Regions from separate parts of the Mus musculus genome. Here all the other regions are linked to region 1. A link is a contact called in public promoter capture Hi-C data. All regions are on one chromosome and are shown on one strand. The core of a region is the stretch at or near the end of the contact, and the rest is flanking DNA. Distances in the headings are between cores, read along the strand shown. Region 1 has its middle 56 kb from the start of 4930511E03Rik. Region 2 holds the start of Uba3 (ubiquitin-like modifier activating enzyme 3). Region 3 holds the start of Tafa4 (TAFA chemokine like family member 4).

Region 1 (3,224 bases), core at 328-2,827:
TTATTTAAGATCAATTCTTCTATGGGAGACAATTAAGAAGCAAGTCAAAAGGGGCAGCTGGAGTTAAGTATAAATACCAATATGACAGAAGTCAGGTATAGAAAATAAGAGAGAGCATACACATGCTGAACGCAAGAAAAAGTAGAAACTGATTTCTGTTCTTCTCAGGGACATTGCTATGTTTCTGGGGCCTGCATGCTGTCCTTCAGGAATTTTTCCCCCTCCTATTTCAGGTACCACCCATCATCTTTTGAAGAGAGAAATGTTAGCATGCCTGGACTTAACTTGGACTCAATTAACCTCCTCTAGTAAAGGGTCAGAAACCTCATCTAATAGGGTTACAAGAATGGTCAAAGCGTTCCATCTCTCTAGAAGTGAACAGGCTTGAACTGAGGCTGGGAACCAAAGAACTGGTCGACCAGTTGTCTTTGAAATCTGACTTCTCAGTGGCAGAGGTGAGGTTCACATGCTACCGAGTACCAAAGAAATGAGTTGAATGTGCTGAGCAATACACCCAGCATTTGCTCAGCTCCTTACTGGGCACTTAATATAACTACCTCATTTAATCCTTGAGTAATTCTGAAGGTAGCTATTTACATTCCCTGTTTTATACATCAGGAATTGAAGGTCAGGAAAATGACAGCCTGCTGTTACAAAAGCAGAAACTAGCCATTTACCAATTGAACTCACTACTGTGGACCCAGAATAAGGAGACTCGGTCCCCAGCTTTGCTACTTTTAAACTGGATTGCTTTGAATGCTTCGTTTGATCTCTCAGTTCTTTTTGCAAAACAGAGCTTTCTTCTTTCAAAGTTATCATGAATGTATAATGAGTTAATATTGCTAAAGAGCATTTATCTGAGCCTAGCTTGAACTGGGCATCACATTGTTTGAAGCCTGGTCTATTTGACCCAAAGTCCAGCACCATCTTGCTTAAGCTCTTCTGCATCACTCTTAGATCTGTTTCCCAAAATGTGGCCTGAGAATGTGTTTGTTGCACAGGTCTTCCAGAATCCCAAGGCAAGGTTTCCTGGGAAAGACAAAGCAGCTGTCTCTGGAGAAATCTTTATGAGAGGGGAAGGTAGAGGAAAAAAACGAGATTCCAGACAAAGCCTCCCTCAGGCATAAACCTCTCTACTAGGGAATTAGGAGGCAGAAACTCACTATGCTACGATTTTGTCTCACTGATGCTGGCGGGCCAGGCTTTTGTATCTTCACATCTCTGGTTTTTAGAAAGCCCAGCTGCAAAGAAAGTGCTCAAGGCTAAAGGGGCAAGACAGAAACAGTAGCTCTGGGGCAGTTCTTAAAGACTTCAGCAGCTGAACTGGGGAAACAGGCTTGTAGGACCTAGGCCAGCCCTTGAGATAAGAATCAGCACTTTCCTACCGTCCCTGGGTATTTTCACATTAGAACTTGAGACATTCTTACAAAGAAGGCTACAGCACGTGTGTGTGTGTGTGTGTGTGTATGTGTGTGTGTGTGTGTGTGTGTTTGTGTGTGTGTGTCCATGGTGAGGGCAGCAAGAACTGGGGAAATGGCTTGTCACACTGTATGTGCAGTCCACATACACACATCGATGAATGTTTGCTCTCTCTCTGTTCAGTTTCAGAGCTCAGCCCGTGGAATAGTGCCACCTCTTTTTAGGGTACCAAAGTAATTTCACCTCCTGTCAAGTTGACAAGATTAACCACCATAGGAATCAAGAAATGCTGTGTCTTAAATACGACAAACAGGGAAACAAGAAGCTGTCAATATGATTTAATGGGGGCTAAACTTTGTGGATTTTTCCAGAGTGACAGTCCCCATTGGCTCACTGAACCATGCAAGTCAGACTTGCCACGTGCCTGCAGAGCACGTGTTCTCTAGGGGCCAGCTCTGACCTGCTGCCAAGCGGCAGGCAATGAACCTCACAAATATTTGTATTCATTTTATTGGAGGTCCAGCTATTCTGACACTGAGCCAATAGACGCCTACAAAATGCCCTGGAAAGGAAAAAAAAAATCCAATTTCAACTTCCAATCTGGGAAACTTTATAGCCAAAGCAGGTGGTCAGTATTTTTGGATCATTACGTTCATGAGGTCTGCCTTTGTATTTTAATTGATTGCTATAAGGGAGGTGAATTCATAAGCCACTAGTATGTTCTGCCTGCCTTTCATACTTCAGTGTGACTCAAGTAATGAGATTATGTGTTAGAGTCTTGTCTTCTAATGACCCAGAATGCCCTTGTGCTACACCCATGTTTGTGGGAGTGTGGTCCGAGAAACAAAAATTTGCTATTCTTTTCCCTTTGGTAAAATGGAACTGTATAACTATTCCCAGCCTAGGAAATGCGTATGGAAGTAAGAACCAACATCTAAGAACCAGGGCTAGTCTCCATTCTCCTCACTGCTGTTGTGACCTGAAGCCACCTGTTTCCATGAAGAGAGCCTGATTCCCTAACTGAACAGAGCAAATCCTCATTGACTTGCCTTTGACCTTGCAGGAGTGAACGATTCTGTTTGCTGAACCATGAGGAGGTATTATCCTAGAGCTACTAACCCCAACTATTACAACATTAGCAACCAAGGCCATGGGAGTTTCTTAGCTGAAATAGTAAGTCTAAAGACTGGAGAGATGGCTTAACAGTTAAAACACTAGCTGCTTTTCCAGAAGACGAGGGTGAACCCAATTCCTAGCACCTACATGGTGTCTCACAACTAACTATAAATTCAGTGCTAAGGGATCCAGTGCTCTTTCTGGCCTCCTCAGACACCACTGCATACACGGTGCATGGCCATACATGCCAGCAAAACAGGGCCATGCATGCTCCCTCCCTCTTCCCCTCCACCTCCACCTCTCCTCCCCCTCTGCCTCCTCTCTCTCTCTCTCTCTCTCTCTCTCTCTCTCTCTCTCTCTCTCTCCTTCTCTCTCTCTCTCTCTCTCCCTCCCTCCTTCCCTCCCTCTTCCCCCCCCCTCCGCTTTCCCTCTCCCTCCCTCTCTGCCTCCCCCCTCTCTCTCTCCTTCTCTCTCTCTCTCTCTCTCTCTCACACACACACACACACCCAAATAATTAAAACTATTTGAAACTACATTACACTAGTCTAAGAGGAGTGGATTTGAAGTCAGAAGACACAGGTCAAGCCTTGGCTCAAGCACTGACTCGATGTGTATCATTAGGAGGATTTGTTGTTGTTGTTGTTGTTTTGTTTTTCGAGACAGGGTTTCTCTGTGTAGCCCTGGCTGTC
Region 2 (3,224 bases), core at 523-3,022, 2.2 Mb before region 1:
TGATGATGTGCTTCACTGTAAAGAAAATAAATCTACTGAGGATTTCGGCCACTTGCCACTACTACTGTCATTATTAACAAAAGGAGGTGGCTCTTTCTAATCAGTTAGGCAGATCTCACGATGTCTGCTGTCAGCTGTCAAAGTGGTGAGTCATGGTGACACACAGATGCAGGACTGACATCTTTGTGAACTTCTTTTGGGTGTGTTGTCTGCATGTACATTTGCACCACTTGTGTGCTGGGTGCCAGCGAGTTGAAGGCCACTGTGTGGGTGCTGGGAATTAAACCTGGGTTCCCTGCAGGCTTTCTTCTTCTTCTTCTTCTTCTTCTTCTTCTTCTTCTTCTTCTTCTTCTTCTTCTTCTTCTTCTTCTCCTTCTTCTGCTATTTTTGTTCTATTTCTAAGGCTCAGTTTCCTCTTCTCACTGTCTGGTTATGACTGAATTTTTAGCTCAATGTGTGCTATTGATGAAAGTAGCTGGGGGATCGTAACAGATGAGCCTTCCTTAAGGTTCAATGAGAGCAGGACAAAGTAGATTGCATGCCTCAAGTGAGTAGTAGCAGCCCCCCCGTCCCCCTTTAATGAGCACCCTAGAAGCTATATCAGGGCACTTCACTGGTTTTCAAACAGTGTGTCCACAAACCACCTCTTGTGATAAAACTCAAACCTGGCATTTGTAACCTTCAAGTAATTCCAATCAAAAACCATATTTGAGAGCCACTTAAAAATTCACTTAATTTTCAATCTTAAAATCGTGAATGTTGTTATTCTCATTTTACAAATGAGGATCTGGAAATACCCAAGGGCTCACAGTTAATAGCTGAGTAGTAAGGGTTTAAATTCAGTTCAGACTTACATATTAAATTTTTTTATCTCACTTTACTAAAAGTGATATGTTTAACACAATTATTCTTTCCTTTCTTGTCTACCAGAATCAGTCATTTACATACAATATATGACTGTGAAGAATAGAGTCAAAAATTCATTCATTTATTAACACTTTCAAGTGACAGGTTATAAATAAATCTCTATACTTTTCATACCTAATCATCTATCTTATCTATCATTCATTTATTTATCTAATATATATCTTGATGTATATATGTATAACAGATTAGTTTTCTGACAGACTGGTGTGACACTGAAGTGTCACAAAGAAAATAAGACTCTTCACCCTATGTCTATTTAATGCTTTAAACTTCATGCCCATAAAAGCAAGGGTTTTGAATCTTCCTGATATATGGAAAACGGAAATTTCTTTCACCAATTTTCCCGGAGAAAAGCACTGGCATATTGGGGTGGCTATTTTAGTTTTTAAATAGAATATATGAACATTTTATGCAATTATGTGTCAACGTATAAGTGTATAAATAAGTAACATATCTAAGTTCATGTGGCATAGCAACATTATAGATGGTATAATATTAAGTAGGCACAATTAATCAAAGATTTTAAATACACTGGGAAATGCTTGCAAAGCCTAAGGGGACCTAAGCAGCCTATTTAGCCACTGCTTCCCGCTGTTCAACTAGCTTTCCCAGACGCTCCCGCCCCTCCCTCTCGTCCCCTGAAGCCGCGCCTCTAGTACTGGCTCCGCCTTCGCTCCTCCTTCTAATAGCCCAGTCTCAAAGCACTGGACCCCGCCCCTCCGCGCCTGCTCAGTTTTTCCCTCCTAAAGCCTCGGAACCCAAACCCCAGCTCCGCCTCTCCGTTTGAAGCCCCGCCCCGCCGCGCCCCCTCACTTTCTTACCTGAAGCTCCTCCCCTCCTCCCTGGCTCGGCTCTCCCTCCTTCCATTCACCTGCAGTCCCGCCCCTCCCGGGCGGACCCGCTCGGCGCGAGGGCCTCTGGGAAGAGGCGGGGAACAATATGGCGGATGGCGAGGAGCCGTAAGTATCGGGATTTTGCCGGAGCGCCGAGTTGGGCTGGGTTGTGAGAGAGCGCGGCGGTGGGCAGTCACCGCTGCCAGCCGGGGGTCCCCCAACCCCTTCCCCGTCCCCTCGCCCCCCATACCCTTGCGGCGCCCTCTTTGGAGCTTGATGCTGACCCTTCTTTTATTCTCTCTTTCTTTTAGGGAGAAGAAAAGAAGGAGAATAGAGGAGCTGCTGGCTGAGAAGTTAGTGCTGCTGGGAGGCCGGGGTCCTCTCCGGAGACCCCCGCCTCCCCCTAATCCCAGGCCTAGGGGACCAGCCGCAGCGGGCCCGAGGGTGCTGGGAGGGGGTCACCTGGAGCAGGCCGCGCGTCCTCACCCCTGACCCCGTCCCCAGCTCGAGCCACCGGCCGGCTGCTCCCTGGCTATGCTCCTGCAAAAGCCACCCGGTACTCCCCTCTTCCTCCAACCCAAATTGTCAGAGCTGTGACCTTGTGGCAAGTGAATCCAATCTAAATCTAAATGGACACGAGGCCTGTTTTGGGTCCTTGATGAACACTGAGACAATAGTACACATAAACTTTTTATGAACACTCCGTGAATCAGGAATTGTGTTAAAACTTGTCATTTTTGCAAGGTAATTGGGTCTTAAAGGACACGGCAACTCACTTGCTCTCTCATTTACCACACAACCTGTATTAAATACTTAGTTTTTTTTGATGCCGCAGACTTTAAAATTCTTTTCATATGGCCAATCCTACGTGATTCCTCTCCCCGCCCTCCGTGGGAAGGGGGAAAAAATACTCGTGTATTGGGTGTGGTGATTCATAATTTCTGTGTCAGCTCTCAGTAGTACTTTGGTCTTTTCCATGCCCCTCCCTATGGGTGAATTTCAAATGCAAGGGCTCACCCTTTCTCACCGCTTAATTCCCAACTCAGCACGAAATAACAAAGTTTGAGCGCTTGCTGTCTGCCAAGAGCAGCCCCTAAGTTCAATACCTGATGATCTCTTTACCTCATGACCATCAGAAGTAGTTGCAGTCTACAGCTGAAGTTTCTGACAGTTAAGGAATCTTCTCAAAGCTAGAGTGTGCTTGGTTATGGCGTGAGACCCAGCATTGCATCAGAACATCAGCTATGCAATGTATGTTAGTCCCTTTTGTAAACAATTGAAATCACTAATATATTTGAAGGTAGAAACTTTGGGGTTACAGGAAAGTTATCACAACCAAACATGAATGAATCTGTGGTTATAAAGTGCATTTGAGTGTTTTGTTTTGTTTTTTAGAGAAGTCCCACTTTATTAGTTGCATGTTCTCAAAGATTTCTTGATGGTAAATAAATGCCTATCTGTGGC
Region 3 (3,224 bases), core at 519-3,018, 2.1 Mb before region 1:
CAGACAATCTGAATTATGGACACCGCCATAATTCCTGTGCTCATTCTATAATCTTTTAATACATATTTTGCTCTGAATTTGCCTCTTTTGTACATTGGTTGAATTGCTTGGTGCCCAACCTTCCCTGTAACTATAGACAGAAGTCACGCCTGCTGGGTTGGTCACAGCATCCCAAAGCCTGGCACATAGCATTTGATGACATGGCATTTGATAAGCAGCTGGATGAAGAAATAATTGGAACTCCTTTAGCTCCCTCCTCCCATTACTTACCTTTCTGTGGTGCTGATTTGGCCGTATAGCTCAGTTCATAGGGGGCATTCTGCCTCTGTCAACTGCTGCATTCGGCATATCACATCATTGGACATTTACCAGGATGTCCTTTAACTGTACCATCATAGGAACAGGCACGCTCGCAAGGGTTGCTCATGGTTGAAAACCCTTAGGTTGGTGACAATTTAATAGCGTGACTGACTTTGCAAGGCCCCAATTTTGATAACAAAAGAGCCAGGGATTGTCACTGTTTTGCAATCAGGGAAATAATGTGGTGTGGCTTGTGTGTGTGGCAGGAGGCGTGGGAAACAAGGGCAGTGGCCTGGATGAGACCAAGCAGCAGGGAGAGAAAGTGGATATATGTGGATGCGTCTGCGGTAGATGGCTCATCATTTTAATTCAATGAAAAATAAAAGGACTGGGGGTGGGGTGGGGGGAGCTGTTAGCCAGTGGCAGAGGACAGCACGGTGACAGAGAATGGTGGTTTTCAAACTGCATGCATATAACAACCACATGGGGACTTTGAGTTTAAATGAAAATTCTGGTTCTAGGGTGGAGCCTGAAAGTCCAAAATTCTAGCCTGGTCTCAGAGAGAAGGCACGTGCTTGCTAACCGGGGTCAAATATAAGCGGTACTACTACTAATTAACTCCACAATTGTGAGCAAATTATTTAGCCTCTCTGAGCCTTAGTTTTCTCATCTATACAATGGCGGTCAGATGAGAGAAGATACTGTTTAAATGCCGCTGATTGTTGGTTACTTCTGTGAGGGAAGAGGGAAAAGCGATTGGATGGGGCTGGAAACAAGGTAGAGGTAAGGCATCAAAGAACTGGATTTTAGAGACAGGATTCAGGCTAACGGTAAACGCGCTATGTCGTCTAGATGACCTTGAACTTCTGATCCTCCTGCTAGGGTCACAGACTGCATCACTGCATCTAGTTTTATGTAGTGCTAGTGCTGGTCTCTGGCATGCTTAGGCAATGAGTCCCATTAAAACAGGTTTGTTTGTTTGTTTGTTTGTTTTTGTTTTAGAAAATCATTTAGCTATTAACCTGTGTGTCAAGTTTTCTCTTTTTCTCACGCAAAGACATTACGCATGCAGCCAGACTGCTTTTGCACACGTTAGAAGATGCCTGCTTGCAGTCTGTAGTGGGACCTCTGTGGAGGAAATGGTTTCAACTGGGAGCGGAACCCCAAATTCTCCTACCGTTTGCAGGGCTTAACTTGGCTCTCAGGTGTTCAGAAGAATCAACACCTTTCCTCCAGCACCTGCGGAGTAGTGGCCACAGCGAGGCGCTCGCTTAGGAGAGGCGCACACAGCAGTACGGTAGGGAGGTGAGGGAAGAGGGGTGGAGGGGGGGTGGGGCTCAGAGGACAGGCCCACGTGGACTGCGGGGTTTGACAAGGGCGCCAGCAATCGGGCAGTCTGGCCAATCAGCGCTGTCAGCGGCCAGCCGGGCTCCTCCTGGTCAGCTAGCTCTGGGCTGGTTTCTGCACTGCTAGCCTGGAGCCACCCTGGACGGGGCGCACTTGCTGGGCGCGCAGGGCTGTCTGCACCCTCTGGGATCTGGCTGGGACAATGTTTCTTCTTTAAGACACGGCGCTTCCCACGGTAGCTTTGGCTTCTCTTTGCAGCAGCACCGGAACTTTCCCCACTTTCGGCCGTACTAAGAGGGTGATGGGCGCAAGTCGCCAGCTGAGCATCCTTTGGTTTCAGTGCTGTGATCGGCGCTTCACTCTGGACTCCCGGATCTGACTCGGCTGCTCTTTCTAGTCTAGTAAGAATGGGCTCTGGGGTAGAGCTGGCGGGAGAAGGGGTTAGAGCAGCCTTGAACCTTATGCTTAAGCATGGTCTCCGCGAGAAGAGTGGCCTTTGGGGCTAATTTCAGTTTCACTAGTCTCGGTGTAGCTAGCCCTAGTCACTCCAGCATTTAGCAGGGAGCAGGGGGAAGTACTTGAATCAGCCGCGTGCATCCTAAAGTTAGAAGAGACACTGAGAAGGATACGACGTGCAGCTAGGGGTTATGAGTAGGGACGGCGGGCAGCAGCCACTTCCAATTTGGGAGTTCAGACTCTGGAGCCCTACTGGTGCTGAGGCAGCCACTTGATGAACTGGGGTGAGCAGTCTCAGGGCGAACACCCCAAGAGCTGGAGCTTCTGTCTGGCCACTGAGGTCTCATCCTTTTGCATCCGAGCAGGGGTCCTTACAAGTATCAGCAGGAGGAAGTAGGTGGGCTGGTTCCTGGACCTCCGACAGCTTGGGCTGACTGGGAGCGCAGGTGGTTAACAGGGAAGGGTCTTAGAGTTCTGGTGAGGCATCTCGGCTTTGTCCACCAAAGCTGCAAGCGCCTCAAAATTTATTTCCCTCTTGCTTCAGTTACATGGCCACTTGTCTCGCACCGCACCGCAGGGCGTCTTTAACCCAAGCTTGTCCTTGGAGAATTGGAAATAGAAAGCTTTATAGCCTGCACCTGGGAAGGCAGCCCAAGCCACAAGCTTCTTGCTAGTGTGTTAGTGTGTTTTTTCCCTTGAACGCTGAGTTATGAATCAGCCAGAAATATGCATATGTACAAGTTCACAGACTCTTGGAGTAGCAGCCATGTGCCAACCCCCACCGGGACTGAAGTATCCCTTTTGGTGAAGCGTACTGATCCCAGAACTCTTTTTGCTTTTAACTTTTTAATGCCCTTCCCTCCGAGAAGAGCAAAGTTAATAAGATGTGACAGGCAAAAATCCCTGCTTGGAGGCGGCCTCAGTGGGAGAGGGGGTATTTCCATTGAGTCCTTAGTCTGATATTTCCTGTAATCCTTGATACGGGGATAGCCCATCTGCTGACTCAGGCAACCAAACCTGTGCACATCAGTGACTAAGCTTCGTCAAAACATCTTTGCTACAAGCAAGCAAACAACAAACCAGCAACAAAACCCCAATATAATTTAGGAATGGCAGTCTGA

The links. Promoter capture Hi-C pulls out the DNA fragments that hold promoters and counts their contacts.
Region 2: a promoter capture Hi-C map of liver shows a contact between it and region 1, with 5 times the contacts expected there. The contact joins the promoter of Uba3 here to the enhancer-like site in region 1. A contact is called at or near these places in 3 of 39 promoter capture datasets (3T3-L1-derived adipocytes and liver) and 1 of 9 other capture datasets (embryonic stem cells).
Region 3: a promoter capture Hi-C map of liver shows a contact between it and region 1, with 4 times the contacts expected there. The contact joins the promoter of Tafa4 here to the enhancer-like site in region 1. A contact is called at or near these places in 9 of 39 promoter capture datasets (3T3-L1-derived adipocytes, cranial neural crest, embryonic stem cells and 6 more) and 2 of 9 other capture datasets (embryonic stem cells and liver).

The regions. Positions count from the first base shown.
Region 1 is chr6:94,997,889-95,001,112 of GRCm38.p6, reverse strand. No RefSeq gene overlaps it. Among named protein-coding and RNA genes, the nearest start is that of 4930511E03Rik, 56 kb to the right of the region's middle. Within about 2 kb of position 1,577, at least 14 of the 459 cell types and tissues checked have an H3K27ac peak or open chromatin away from gene starts, as enhancers often do. A contact at or near this core is called in 3T3-L1-derived adipocytes and liver, where this site is marked.
Region 2 is chr6:97,204,195-97,207,418 of GRCm38.p6, reverse strand. It overlaps Uba3 (ubiquitin-like modifier activating enzyme 3), which reads left to right and starts at 1,772. Exons shown (of 18, transcript NM_011666.3): 1 at 1,772-1,886; 2 at 2,072-2,113. The coding sequence starts at 1,867.
Region 3 is chr6:97,058,955-97,062,178 of GRCm38.p6, reverse strand. Tafa4 (TAFA chemokine like family member 4) reads left to right here and starts at 1,768. Exons shown (of 6, transcript NM_177233.5): 1 at 1,768-2,048.